Regions from separate parts of the Drosophila melanogaster genome. Here region 1 is linked to region 2. The links are chromatin contacts, called in public Hi-C maps. All regions are on one chromosome and are shown on one strand. The core of a region is the stretch at or near the end of the contact, and the rest is flanking DNA. Distances in the headings are between cores, read along the strand shown. Region 1 holds the start of CG1647. Region 2 holds the start of CG11857.

Region 1 (5,812 bases), core at 1,825-4,324, 3.6 Mb after region 2:
ATGGCAACTACTATTAAGTTCGCTGCCTAGATGTAACCCACTCCGCCACCTGTAGCTCTAAGACGCTACGGCTTGTTTAGTTTTGCCTTGCTGCTCTGTTAAGTTGTACACATCTAATTGTAATTTTTTATCAACCCCTATTTGAGCCCACAAAATAACCCCACCATTGCGAAAAATAAAATATACCAGCTTTTTATCGGTCCACCATAATCGCGTTGCTTGTATTTAGCCAATATATGCTTGAAATAAGTCGAATTATGCCTAAATAGAAAATTAAATATACAGATTGACAGTGAGCGCGCTCTTCGCCCGGCTCAACTGAAGTCTACAGGTTGGGTCGATACCAGGTCACCTCGCCCCCGTTGCATCCGGTTACAAGGAGCGGTTCCCTGGGGCTAAACTTGGCGCACAGAACGACGTCCTGGTGTTCGGTGATCTTGGCTAGCTCAACCAGTTTCCGCGGTTTGCTTTTCACCTCCTCAAACGCCTGACATTTCGGATAGTCGCAGCAGTCCTCACTGTAACCAAAGAGTCTTACCCCATTGCCGTACGGCGAGCAGACAACCCGACCGTCCGCGGAGAATCCAGGTTCCTTGATGAAGCCCGGTTTGGTGTTGGTCTCGGCGGCATAGTAAAGCAGTTTCTTGGCATTCACCAGTATTGAATGACCGTTTTCCTTGAACGTTGGCGTTGTCACAGGACTATTGAATGATCGCAGACGCAGCCTGTTTCCGATCTCTAAGCGGACTGTGGTGTCGCTATTGTTGCTGGAGCTGGAGCTGCTGCTGGAGCTACTGCTACTGGAGCTACTGCTGCTGCTCTGGTTGCTTTCTGTGGGCGGCGGGGTGGTCAGGGGGCGAGGACTGGTGCTGCTGCCCATCAGACTATTTGCCCCCAATTGTCTTAGCGGAAGCACTCCGCTGCTGATGGCGTACACAAAGTTATAGCCGCTGACATGGTTATTGGAGACGCGTGCACGGTTCTGTCGGATGGCCCGCTCCTGGACTGTGACCTCCGCCGCCCAGATGTCCGGTATGAAGGAATCCGAGCGTGTCAAGACTGAAGGGTTGTCAGAGGCGCCACGCCCTGCTCCAGAGTTATCCAGTTGGAATACTTGTACACTGCTGACCCGCAACGGTCTCCGTGCCTGTCTGGGAGTAAGGCCAACCGTATCCTGGTCCTGGGATTCATTCAACGAGCTGCGGCTGGCTAGTGTGGTGGACACTCGCTTTCTCTTGGGCTGTGGCTCCACCTCGTCCTGCTCATCCTCGCTGCGCACCGGCTCCTCGTTGATGTCGTGGATGCAGGTCCACTCGCTCTGCTCGTCGCAGCTGACGTTCCTCGTCAGCATGCAGCAACAGTGCGGGTGAATCTGCAATGCCATGATCATCTCGGCGTCGTTGTTCTCCGGAAAGTCGGTGACCAGCTCCACGCGGTTCTTCTTTTGACGCTTGGAGAACACATGATCGTACTTTGCGGCCTGCGGGATATACTGTTCGCCCAACTGCATAAGTCGGTAGATACCGGGCTGGAAAATCAAACGGGCTTATTAGTTGACCATCTATCTACATATGTAACCATTTCATATATCTGGACGAAACTTAAAATCTTGAACCAAACTGAAAATCACAGCGATATTTACAAACTTTCTTACCCTGAATCCGCACAGATCTTTGTGGAGCGTGGTGAGGTCAAGGTGATGGATAATCATAATGTATCCACCGCTTGTGCAGAGAACCAGCTTATCGCCCGTGGGCGAAATCCTGCAGCGCATCAGTCCACTGGCATGAAATACGCGCTGCGAGATAAGGCCCTGTTCAGTCTGCGAATTGATGTCCCAAGTGAAGATGCTGCCATCGAAGCCGGAGCTTACGAGCAACTTGTCCTTGGAGGAGTACTCGATGTTCTTCACCCAGTTGGAGTGGCCGTGGAGGACGCGCAACTTCTGCTTCATGTTCCGCAGGTCCCACAGTGCCACAGTAAAGTCATCTGAACCAGTGGCGAAGAGGCGCTCGTCAAAAAATCTGGAGCGAGGATTAGCAACGAACCTCCTCGAAGGCAACTTCTACACTTACTTGATGCAATTGACACTATCTGTGTGGGCGTCCGGTACCTTAAAGATCTCCTTCTGTGTGATGGCATCGAAGACGAGGACGCACTTCCTCTCCGTGGCGGCCACGACAACGTTCCCATCGGCATTGAACTCCAGGTTGAAGATGGCCCCAGTGCGTCCCGCATCCGTGGGCCAGCAGTTGGCGTGGTAGCTATTAAACATGTTCATCGAGCTGTAAATCCGCCGCATCAGGGAGTTGTCGTCGCTCCGGTGGATGTGGAAGCCACTTTCGCGGCGGCTCAAGTACCGCTCCATCGTGTGGGCTCTGGGATCTCTTAAGTGGATCGGAAAACCTAGAGGAGTGTATGGGTGTGTGCCTTCTCGCGATTTCACAGGCACCGCGATGCAATTTCCCCGTGGCCTTTCTTGTGTTTATTCTGAAACCAGGGGTGCAACGCCGTGCTGCTTGTAACCGATTTCTTTTTACAACTGAACAATCAAGAATTAAGAAAGTTGAACAATGGTAGATTCATCAATGGTAGATAATCATCTGGACTTAAAATATCCTTTTTTGGCACAATACTCTGTAAATTAATGGAATCGATTCTTTTTGCTTCGCCGTACGATGATTAACTTGAAGTATTTTTCATCCAAAGCACTTATTGCAATTCAATATATTCTGAAATTACGATGATACAATTTCATAGTGTAGCCCTGAAAACGAAGTGCTTTTAACACCACTTGTAAAAATAGTAAACAAACATCTTTTTAGTAAAGACGTACAATTTGTTTCAGTATTTATTCTGCAACTATATAACATTATTTATTTATAAAAATTTTTGACAAATTTTTTATATTTAGTGATAAGAAATAGCCAATAATGTGATTTTATTGGCTAAATATTTTTTTTAACGAGTTTCAAAAATTATACTTAAAATCAAATTTGCTAATTTTGAGATAAGCAAAAAATTCGATCCTATCGATAGCACATCGATTTCTACCAACCTTGTTAGCCGCTGACCAACACTAAGCGTATTGGAATAAACAAAATGCAAGTTCAACTGGAGATAAAACCTTTAATCATGCTAAATTACCGGTGAATAAAGCCTTTCGAGACAAATTTTAAGATCCGGCCGAAATGGATCGGTTTGCTTTTAAGATCGACGCTGCCCTCAAGGCGAATCTGTGCACGATCTGTCGTCTGTGCGGCATCGATAATCCAGGAAAAGTGCCAATACTTTTGCCAAATGAAGAAGACACCATCGACCTGGACGAGCCTAGGATGTCCCAGAAGATCTACGAGCTGGTGGGCTTCACTGTGGGTGTTTTTCTTAAAAATGTTCATAGCCAAGTTAACCAACGCCCTTTGCAGGTGTCCGTGGACGACAAAATGCCGCAGACAATTTGCAGCCAGTGCGTGGATAAAATCAATGATTTTTATGAGTTTCGGGAAATGTGCTATGCGACGAATAAACAGACTCGAAATCTATTGGGATTGAAGCAAATAGAGCCCGCAAGAGTGAGAAAAACGAATAACTATATTATAATTTATAATTATACGAACTAATGTATTATTTACGCCTCACAGTTAATTGATCTTAAGCGCATCGTTAAGGAGGAACGGCCAATATCTGGTGCAGTTGGAAAACGGGGAAGGAAGCGCAAGGGCGAGGAATCCTGGCCAAAAAATAACAATGTCAAGCCACAGGTAAAAAAGGAGTCCTTTGTGTGGCACAAAAAGCAAAAACTACAGCCATCACAGATAACATCTTTAGTGTCCAAAAGAGAGCCGGAGATGTAACTATAACATACATTCCTCTTGTTCTATTTGTAAATAATTCCCATTTTTATTATCCCAGCAAAGACGAGCCCGCTGAACAGGACACCAGTCTTAAGGGACCACCGAAAAAGGCCGGTCGCAAGTCTATTTGCAGCGTTTGCGGCGAGAAGTTCCTTAGCAAGGAGCTGGCCGACGAGCATAAAAGCCTGGTGCATGTGCCATCGATACCGCGATACATATGTAATGCCTGCAACCAGACGCACCACAACCAGAGCGACATACGCGCCCACCAGCTGTGGCATAAGCTCTCCAAGACTCCCTACAAGTGTCCCCTGTGCGAGTCTAGCGTAGCCAATGCGTATGCTTTTACGCGCCATTTGCGCGAACACACACCACCCACTCCCGTCCAACTGCTCGTCCTGGATCGGGAGTGTCCGCTGTGCAAGAAGACTTTCGTCACGAACTTCTTCTACAACACTCACCGCTGTGCCATCCGTAAACGCAAGTGCGGCGGTTGCAGTCGCACCTTGAACACCGAAGCGGCCTATATGCGTCATGCGCCAACCTGCCCAAAGATTTACCTCAACCACTCGAAGCACATCATGCCCCAGGTGGTGACCAATGAGGCGCAGATGTTAATCAAGAACGAGATCGAGGAGGAATTGCTAGGTCTTCCGCCGGCCACAACAGTGCCGCCGGATTTCGTCATAGACGAGGGTATGCAACCGGTAGTAGTTCTGGAACGCCTGTCATCGCCACTTCTGCGGTCTTCGTCTGGAACCGATCAACTGGTTGCTGCCAAAAGCAAAAATAGCGATAGGGTTTCTGCCAGGAATTATTTGAAACGAGTGGATCAGCTGCTGAAGAATACGATTAACACTCTGGTCAGCATTAAGCATGAGCCAGAAGTGCACATAAATGACACGGGGCCACCTAGAGGTCAAGCCGAGAGTGATCCCGAGCCGGAACGGAATGAAGAACATCCAAGTTTTGGTGATGATATTCAGGCAGCTAACGACGAATGTCAGGAATGTCAACCGGAAACAGAATCCGATAAAATCTCTGTTGCTGCCTGTGACGATATTCCCAGTGTATCTGTTAAACAGGAACCCGAGTATGACGGCTATGAAAAGCAAACGGGAGTGAAGCAAGAGCCTCTGAAGCTAAAACTTAAAATAACGAAGAACCATGGAAAGCTGAACTCTTCTCTCATAGACGATCTGGATGAAGCTGGACAGGCGTTTGGCAGAAGCAGCAAAAAGAAAAAGAAAAGAAAGCATAAGGAACGGGAGAAGGAAGCGTCGAACGAGACTGAAAACTGTCGAACAGAATCTCAGAATCAACCTGCCATTAAAATCAAACAGGAACCCGTCGATTATGCTCCTGAGGCCACTGTCATGACCACTATTCCCATGACTCAGTTTGAAAGCAGCTTAAACGAAAGCGAACGAAGTGAGGAAGTCGATGAGGCCATGATTCAGAGTCAGGAAGATGTTAAGCCAAATCGCATGGAGCTTGATCGTATGATGCAGATCTCTAATGTGACCAGTGGCGTGGATATGGCAGAAGAAGCAATGGCATTAGAACGAGCTGAAGAAGCCTGTCCCGAGGACTCCCTGCACAAGGTGAAGTCCGTAAAGTCCACAGCGCGCAAAAGTACGGGAGGTGCAGAACGGAAAACGTATAGCCCACCCAGGACGAACACTTTGCCGCAGATTGTTGCCGTTGTGAGCGGCGAGTCGGCGTTTAACATGATTTCCATCAAGCCGGAACCGAGAAATCTCGGATATGGAGACGAAGAACCAGAAGATCAACGAGAAACTACAGAAGAGATTAATCATAATGACATGATGGAAGAAGAGAAAGAATACATAGGCAGTTTAGATCTAAGTGATGTATCAGTGAAACAGGAAAGAGAGTTGGACATATGCGAGATAGACGCCGTGCACAGAAACGGATTGGAGAAGAGTGATGAGGAC
Region 2 (6,595 bases), core at 3,300-5,799:
TCACACAATCACTGCAGACATTACGATAAATGTTGCCAACCAGGACAAGGATAAGAAATCCCTTCTGTGGGCGGCAAATGATTTTGCGGATGAGCAAGTTACATTGGAGAGATTCCTGGTGCGTTTCAAAACAGGGGAGTTGGCTGAAGAGTTCAGGGTGGCTTTTACAAAGGCAAGCGAGGCCGCCAAGTCGAAGGAAACCGTGAAACCGACGGTAAACACAGCGGAGAAAGGATCAACTGCGACTGCTCCAGCGGCATTCAAGAGCTTTGTAACCAGCACCCCAGCAGCCAATTCGCTAATCAATAAGCCTCAGGAGCAGACAAAAACTCAGCCTAATCCGGACCCACCAGCAACAGCAGCTAAGTCACTGTTTGGAACCCTGTCAGTCAGTGCTGCTCCTGCAACATCTGCGCCAGCCTCTGCCACACCATTTGCCAGCTTTAGCTTCACGCCGAATGGGTCATCAGGATTTGGAACTTCCACCGCCTCTCCGTTCGGAAACCTTTCTTTTGGTACCGCTTCTGCGGTGGGCAGCGGCAACAACACTACTTTATTCACCACGGCTTTGATCAAGGACAATACAGTTCAAGGCAAAACGCTTCAGCAGGAGTCACAATTAAACAAGTCAAACTCCTCGGACGCTGAGGAGGAGTATGTGCCCACCGCTCAGTTCGTGCCTGTTATTGCCCTGCCCGATATAGTGGAGGTGGTCACCGGCGAAGAGAATGAGGATGTGCTCTTCGAGCACCGTGCCAAGCTTCTGCGTTGGGATAAGGAAGCGAATGAGTGGAAGGAGCGCGGCCTTGGTAATATGAAGCTCCTTCGGGATCGCACTGATCCCAACAAGGTTCGCCTGCTTATGCGGCGCGAGCAGGTCCATAAGCTGTGCTGCAATCAGCGACTGTTGCCTGAGACCAAGTTCACTTATGCAACGAACTGTAAAGCGGCCGTCACATGGGGTGCTCAGGATTATTCCGATGAGGAGTTAACCACCGCATTGCTCGCTGTGCGATTTAAGTCGCAAGACATCTGTCAGCAATTCCTCGAGGCCGTGCAAAAGGCTCAACAAAGTATTGGAAATGAACCCAAAAAGGAGGAGGTCCCTTCTGCCGCTGGAGAAAAGGAGAAGCCAATTAAAGGCTTTGGAGATGCCTTTAAGCCTAAGGCAGGCAGTTGGAACTGCCAAGCCTGCTATACCAACAATGGCCAGGATCAGCTCTACTGCTTGGCCTGCCAGGAGCCCAAAGATGCCACTGTTCCCCCCAAGCAATCGGGGTTAGACCAAGGGAACGCGTTAAATCTTACCACTAGCTCCTCAAACAAGTTTTCGTTTGGCTTTGCCTCCTCAGCGACTCTTCCAGCCACAGGTGGATTTAGTTTCGGTGGCGCCACACAGCCAAAGGAGAAGCCAGCAGTGGCAGTTGTTACCGCCTCGGCTTCGGCACCTACGTCAGTTCAAACGGCAGCCCTTGGATTTGGAAAGTCTTCAATGACTTCTGGATTCGGGGACGCCTTCAAACCTGCAGTCGGTAGTTGGTCATGTAGCGCATGCTATGTGAACAATCCCGGAGAGTCTCTTTACTGCAGCGCCTGTGATGCACCCAAGAATGACACGGTACCACAGAAGGAGAAGTCACTAGGATCGGGACTTAATCTGCCACCTACCTCCAAGTTTAGCTTTGGTTTCGGAGCCGCAGCGGCTGGTGACAAAGATCAGGCTGGCGATGGAGCCACGTTCAACTTCGCTGCGATGCCCGCAGCTGTTGCTCCGACTACCTCAATTGGATCCAGCAGCTTCACCTTCTCCATGACCAAGCCCAAGCCCGACCAGCAGCAGCCAAATAGTACAGCAGCTAAGGAGGATGAAGATAACGATTCGCAAGAGGTGGAGGAGGAGGAGAACAACACTTACTTTTCACCAGTAATCCCATTACCCGATAAGGTACAATTATTTGATGCCATAAACCATATTTGTTTTCTTATTTAACAAATGTTTATTTCAGATTGATGTAAAAACAGGTGAGGAGGACGAGGAGCTATTGTATGTGCATAAGGCCAAGTTGTACCGCCTAAACGAGAGCGATTGGAAAGAGCGCGGCTTGGGGGATGTGAAGATCCTGCGCCATAGGCAGACCAAAAAGCTGCGCGTGGTCATGCGTCGGGAGCAGGTGTTCAAGATCTGTCTTAACCATGTGCTTAACGAGAATGTGGTGTACAGGGAGAAGACTGAAACGTCGTGGATGTTTGCTGTACACGATTTTAGCGAGGGCGAGAGTGTCCTAGAGCGATTCACTTTGCGTTTTAAAAACAAGGAGGTGGCACAAGGATTTATGGAAGCGATCAAAAATGCTCTTAATGAAACCGCAAAGCCGATAGAAGATAGCCCAGTGGTCGGCTCCGTTTCCCAATCGACGGAAGCAAATAAACCGTCCCAAAAAAATGATGGGGCGGCAAAGAGCAGAGGAGGCGAATCGGAAGTACTTGATGTTGGCAAAACCTCTTCTGTAAGGCCAACCACGCACGAAGTAATCCCTCCACTTCCCATGACCCTTCCCCTACTGACTCTCCCCCAGCCATTGGCCAAGCCTAACGATTACCAAACACCTGCCACCATATTGTTCAAAGGCAGTTCGCTGAGCAGAAATAACTCTTCGGCTTCTGAGGCAAGCAAAACGCCTAGTTCAGCATTCATTTTCGGTAGCACGGGTATGTATAATTCGACGTTGACCTCAAGATAAAAGGATCTAACCGCTTTTTATGTTCACTTCAGATAAATCGGAGCCTGGAAAGGATGCTGGCCCATTAGCTAATCTTCAAAAACTAGCATCAGGCGAAGGACAAGGAAACGTTTTGGGATCTATATTCCGTAGCGGCTCGTCAAACGAAAATTCGTCTGACGGTTCTGTCAAGTTCTTTTTCGGGGGTGGAAATAAAGCGGCTGAGCAACAGAAGAAAGATTCCTCAGAGTCTGTCTTCGGAGGCAATAAAGCGGATTCCCAATCGCCAGCGACCCAAGAAGCACCGAAGTTGGCCTTCGGTGGAATTGCCGCACCTGTGTTCGGAGACGCCAATCCTTTTGGAGGCCACAAAGTTAATTTGCAAAAATCAGATGGCAAGGAAGAACCAAAATCTATCATTGGCGGAACCCCATTGTTATTTGGAGGGTCCAACGCCTTTGGAATACCCAAAATTGAAACCCAGTCACCTGCTAAAGACTTTGTGTTTGGCAGTGCACCCGCTTTTGGACAAATGGCAACCTTCTCATTTACAGCTGCAAAAAATGAAAAGGAAAAGGACATAACCTCGAATAACACCACTGATCTTAAAGCCGAAGGCAAGGAAAAGAAGGAGTTGGTGCCGGAGACGACCAGCACATTTGCCGATTTGGCCAAGACAGGCAGCACGTTTGCAGATTTGGCAAGCAATCCGGGCGGCACTTTTGCGGACTTAGCGAACAAGACGGGCAACGACTTTGCCAACCTGTCGGCCAATAGCCAGGGCACTACCGTGGGATTCAACAAGTCCGCCGGGGGCGGCTTTTATAACCTCACGCATCAGAACGCTTTCAAGAACTTCGAGTCGCCGCAAGCCACAGAAGAGTGCGATGATGACGGCGACGCGACCACTGATGACAACTACGATCCGCACTATGATGCCATTGTAGAGCTGCCGGATGAGATAGTTGTCACCACGGGAGAGGAGAACGAGACTAAGCTGTTTGGCGAGCGGGCGAAGCTTTATCGCTATGACGCCGAATCGAAACAATGGAAGGAGCGAGGTAAGCTGTAGTAATAGTCCCTTTCTTATTCACACTAAAAGTTTTTATAAAACCAAAAAAAAAAAAAAAAGGTGTCGGTGAGATAAAGGTGCTGGAGCACCCGGAGCTGCAGACATTCCGACTGATCATGCGGCAGGAGCAGATCCACAAGCTGGTGCTTAACATGAATATCTCCGCCTCCCTGCAAATGGATTACATGAACGCGCAGATGAAGAGCTTCCTGTGGGCCGGCTACAACTACGCGGTGGACGCAGAGGGTAAAGTTGACACCGAGGGCGTCCTGGAACGCCTTGCCTGTCGATTCGCCAAGGAAGAGATCGCCAGTGAGTTCCTCAACACGGTCAATTCGTGCATAAAACGAGCCAAGGCCTTGCAAGGTGATGAGGAGAACAAGAATGACGACGCGCCGGAGGAGCAGGCGAGCTCATAAGCAAACCGGATCTAAATATATGTAGCATGTCTAGGATTGTGTTAGAATATTCATCCAAAACAGTAGCGACAATGGCTATTTCACATTTTGCTAATAAAATTTCGATAAACATTAATATTACATTTGAAATAAATTTGACTATTGAATAAAGCAATCGATATATTAGAGAGGAGACAAATTCGGACGTACAACCATATAGCACAAGGAAACTGGCTATGTTTTTATATATTAAATGTACCTCTACCTATTTTTAAAATATCGACAGCACTTAGATAAAAAATTAAAACAAACAATTACCTTTCGCGATAATCGCTCAACTCCCGATTGTTCCATCCCCAGCCGATAGTTTGACAGCCCTGCCACTGAGAGAGCATAATGACGTGGTGAACTCTGTGTGAAAAAAGAACAATAAATTGCCGACAAATCTCTAGTGTAATTAAATTAGTTACCGCATAGAAACGCACTAAACTGTGGCCAGAACTTTACGAATCCCGAATACTGTCTATATAGCAATCTCAGGAAACTGACAGTTGAAACAGCCCTACAACAAGGAGGAAGAAGAAGAAGGCGACGACGGGCGGTGCAGAATATGAATTAGAGAATAATTAGCGATTGAAGCGCGTCTAGTTTGCCAGTTGGCCCATTTCGTGTTTTGTTAGCCCCTTTCCGGCAGCCCCTGCCCCCGTCCCGGAAAATTTTGCAATTCCCGAATCGATACACGTGTGCAGCGAGAACAACGACAGCGTCAAAGTCAACAATAAAAGTCGAGGGCCGGAGATTAATGAGAGACTACCGACGACGACCATGATGAACGAGGACAGCAGTGCTGCCGGCGGCGGCGGGGTTAAGAAGTTCTTTCAGCGCCTCTCACAGGTAAGTAATTGTGGATAGCCCGTACGTGCCGGGAACTAACCCGCATCCTTTGCTTCCGCAGACCTACCAATCCGCCTTGGACCGTAGCACACCGCACACACGAATGCGCTGGGTGTTCGCCGGCTTTCTGCTCCTGCTCTTTGTGCTGCGCATCTTCATCTATCAGGGCTGGTACATCGTGTGCTATGCGCTTGGCATTTACCACTTGAACCTGTTTATCGCTTTTTTAACGCCCAAGATCGACCCGGAGTTCGATCCGTATTCGCAGGATGACGAGGACGAGGGACCCAATCTGCCAACTCGCAGCAACGAAGAGTTCCGGCCATTCATTCGCCGCCTGCCGGAGTTCAAGTTCTGGCTGTCGGTGGCGAAGAGCACGCTCATCGGTCTGATTTGTACGTTCTTCGATTTCTTCAACGTGCCGGTATTCTGGCCCATCCTGGTCATGTACTTTATCACGCTCTTCTGCATCACGATGAAGCGCCAGATCAAGCATATGATCAAGTACAAGTACTTGCCGTTTACCCGCAATAAACCGCGCTACCAGCGGGTGAATGATCTGGCGGGTTCCGGACCCGGTTCCGTGGCGGGCAACTCAAAGTGACAATTAGCCGCACAGACGTCGGACACGCGGGCGACGGCAGCGGGATCGGGTGATCCTTCAAATGCCTCTTCTGCAGCTGCAGCGCCACCATCACCAACCAGCGACAGCGCAGCGACCAAGGATGTGGGGTCGCCAACAGCATCGTCCATCAAACCACCGCAGATCATTGCCATTGAGGACTACTAGAGAAAGCTACCGAAAGCAGCCCGGAATGGGAACCAGCAGCATAACATCAACCAGAAACAAGCTTATAATATGATTTTCCTTTTCGGTTTGTGTAGCATTTTTCGTTTCACTGTTGAGTTGTCGTACGGCGTCTTGTGCAAAATACCTTGTTTATTGTTTAATCTAACTGCTTGTTTAAATTTATATTTATTTACAATGCTTTCTATCTATTGTAAATCCCAAACGATACCGAAATACTGCAGATCAGCTCTAATTTAGTTTTTCATCCTAATCCTAACAATAATTTAATAACTCTTCTATCCAAAAAGTAGACTTACTGTATTTGAATCCAATTATTTTTGATTATCGTGCTAAGATGCTATAATAATATGTCTAAATATATATACAAACATATATATATATATATTTTGCATTATGATTATACAATTTTTGTTAGCGTTAACTATACAGAATGTTAAAAAAAGGCGAATTGAAAACTGAAACTATAGGAAGTGTACACTGGGTGCGTCTTATGAATAAAGAAAGACAAAAGAAAACCAAATAATTTATCGTTGAATTTTGAACCATTTGGAAAAGGTTGATGGCTTTTGTGGCGTGGTTTTTGTATTTATCTAATCGCTTCTGCATGTAGTTTGCTGTTCGATTTTAAGATACGAAACCAATTTTGATTAGGCCAATGCGTGAAATTGCTTTAGCGATTAGCACAATCACTAAGTGGTTA

Evidence for each region. A called contact is a pair of places that touch in the nucleus more often than the background predicts.
Region 1: a Hi-C map of the Kc167 cell line shows a contact between it and region 2, with 2.7 times the contacts expected there. The contact joins the promoter of CG1647 here to the promoter of CG11857 in region 2. A contact is called at or near these places in 16 of 107 Hi-C or Micro-C datasets (the Kc167 cell line, the ML-DmBG3-c2 cell line, the S2 cell line and 6 more).

The regions. Positions count from the first base shown.
Region 1 is chr3R:28,817,147-28,822,958 of dm6, forward strand. It overlaps CG1647, which reads left to right and starts at 3,075. Exons shown (of 4, transcript NM_143379.3): 1 at 3,075-3,371; 2 at 3,426-3,572; 3 at 3,642-3,850; 4 at 3,913-5,812. The coding sequence starts at 3,192. It overlaps CG1523, which reads right to left and starts at 2,522. Exons shown (of 3, transcript NM_143378.4): 1 at 2,076-2,522; 2 at 1,655-2,024; 3 at 196-1,528. The coding sequence starts at 2,368. The coding sequence ends at 326. It overlaps Prp39 (pre-mRNA processing factor 39), which reads left to right. Exons shown (of 8, transcript NM_176576.3): 8 at 1-208. The coding sequence ends at 17.
Region 2 is chr3R:25,254,349-25,260,943 of dm6, forward strand. CG11857 reads left to right here and starts at 4,550. Exons shown (of 2, transcript NM_143105.3): 1 at 4,550-5,084; 2 at 5,146-6,411. The coding sequence starts at 5,016. The coding sequence ends at 5,688. It overlaps Nup358 (Nucleoporin 358kD), which reads left to right. Exons shown (of 7, transcript NM_143104.3): 3 at 1-1,945; 4 at 2,007-2,507; 5 at 2,577-2,709; 6 at 2,774-3,781; 7 at 3,853-4,324. The coding sequence ends at 4,211.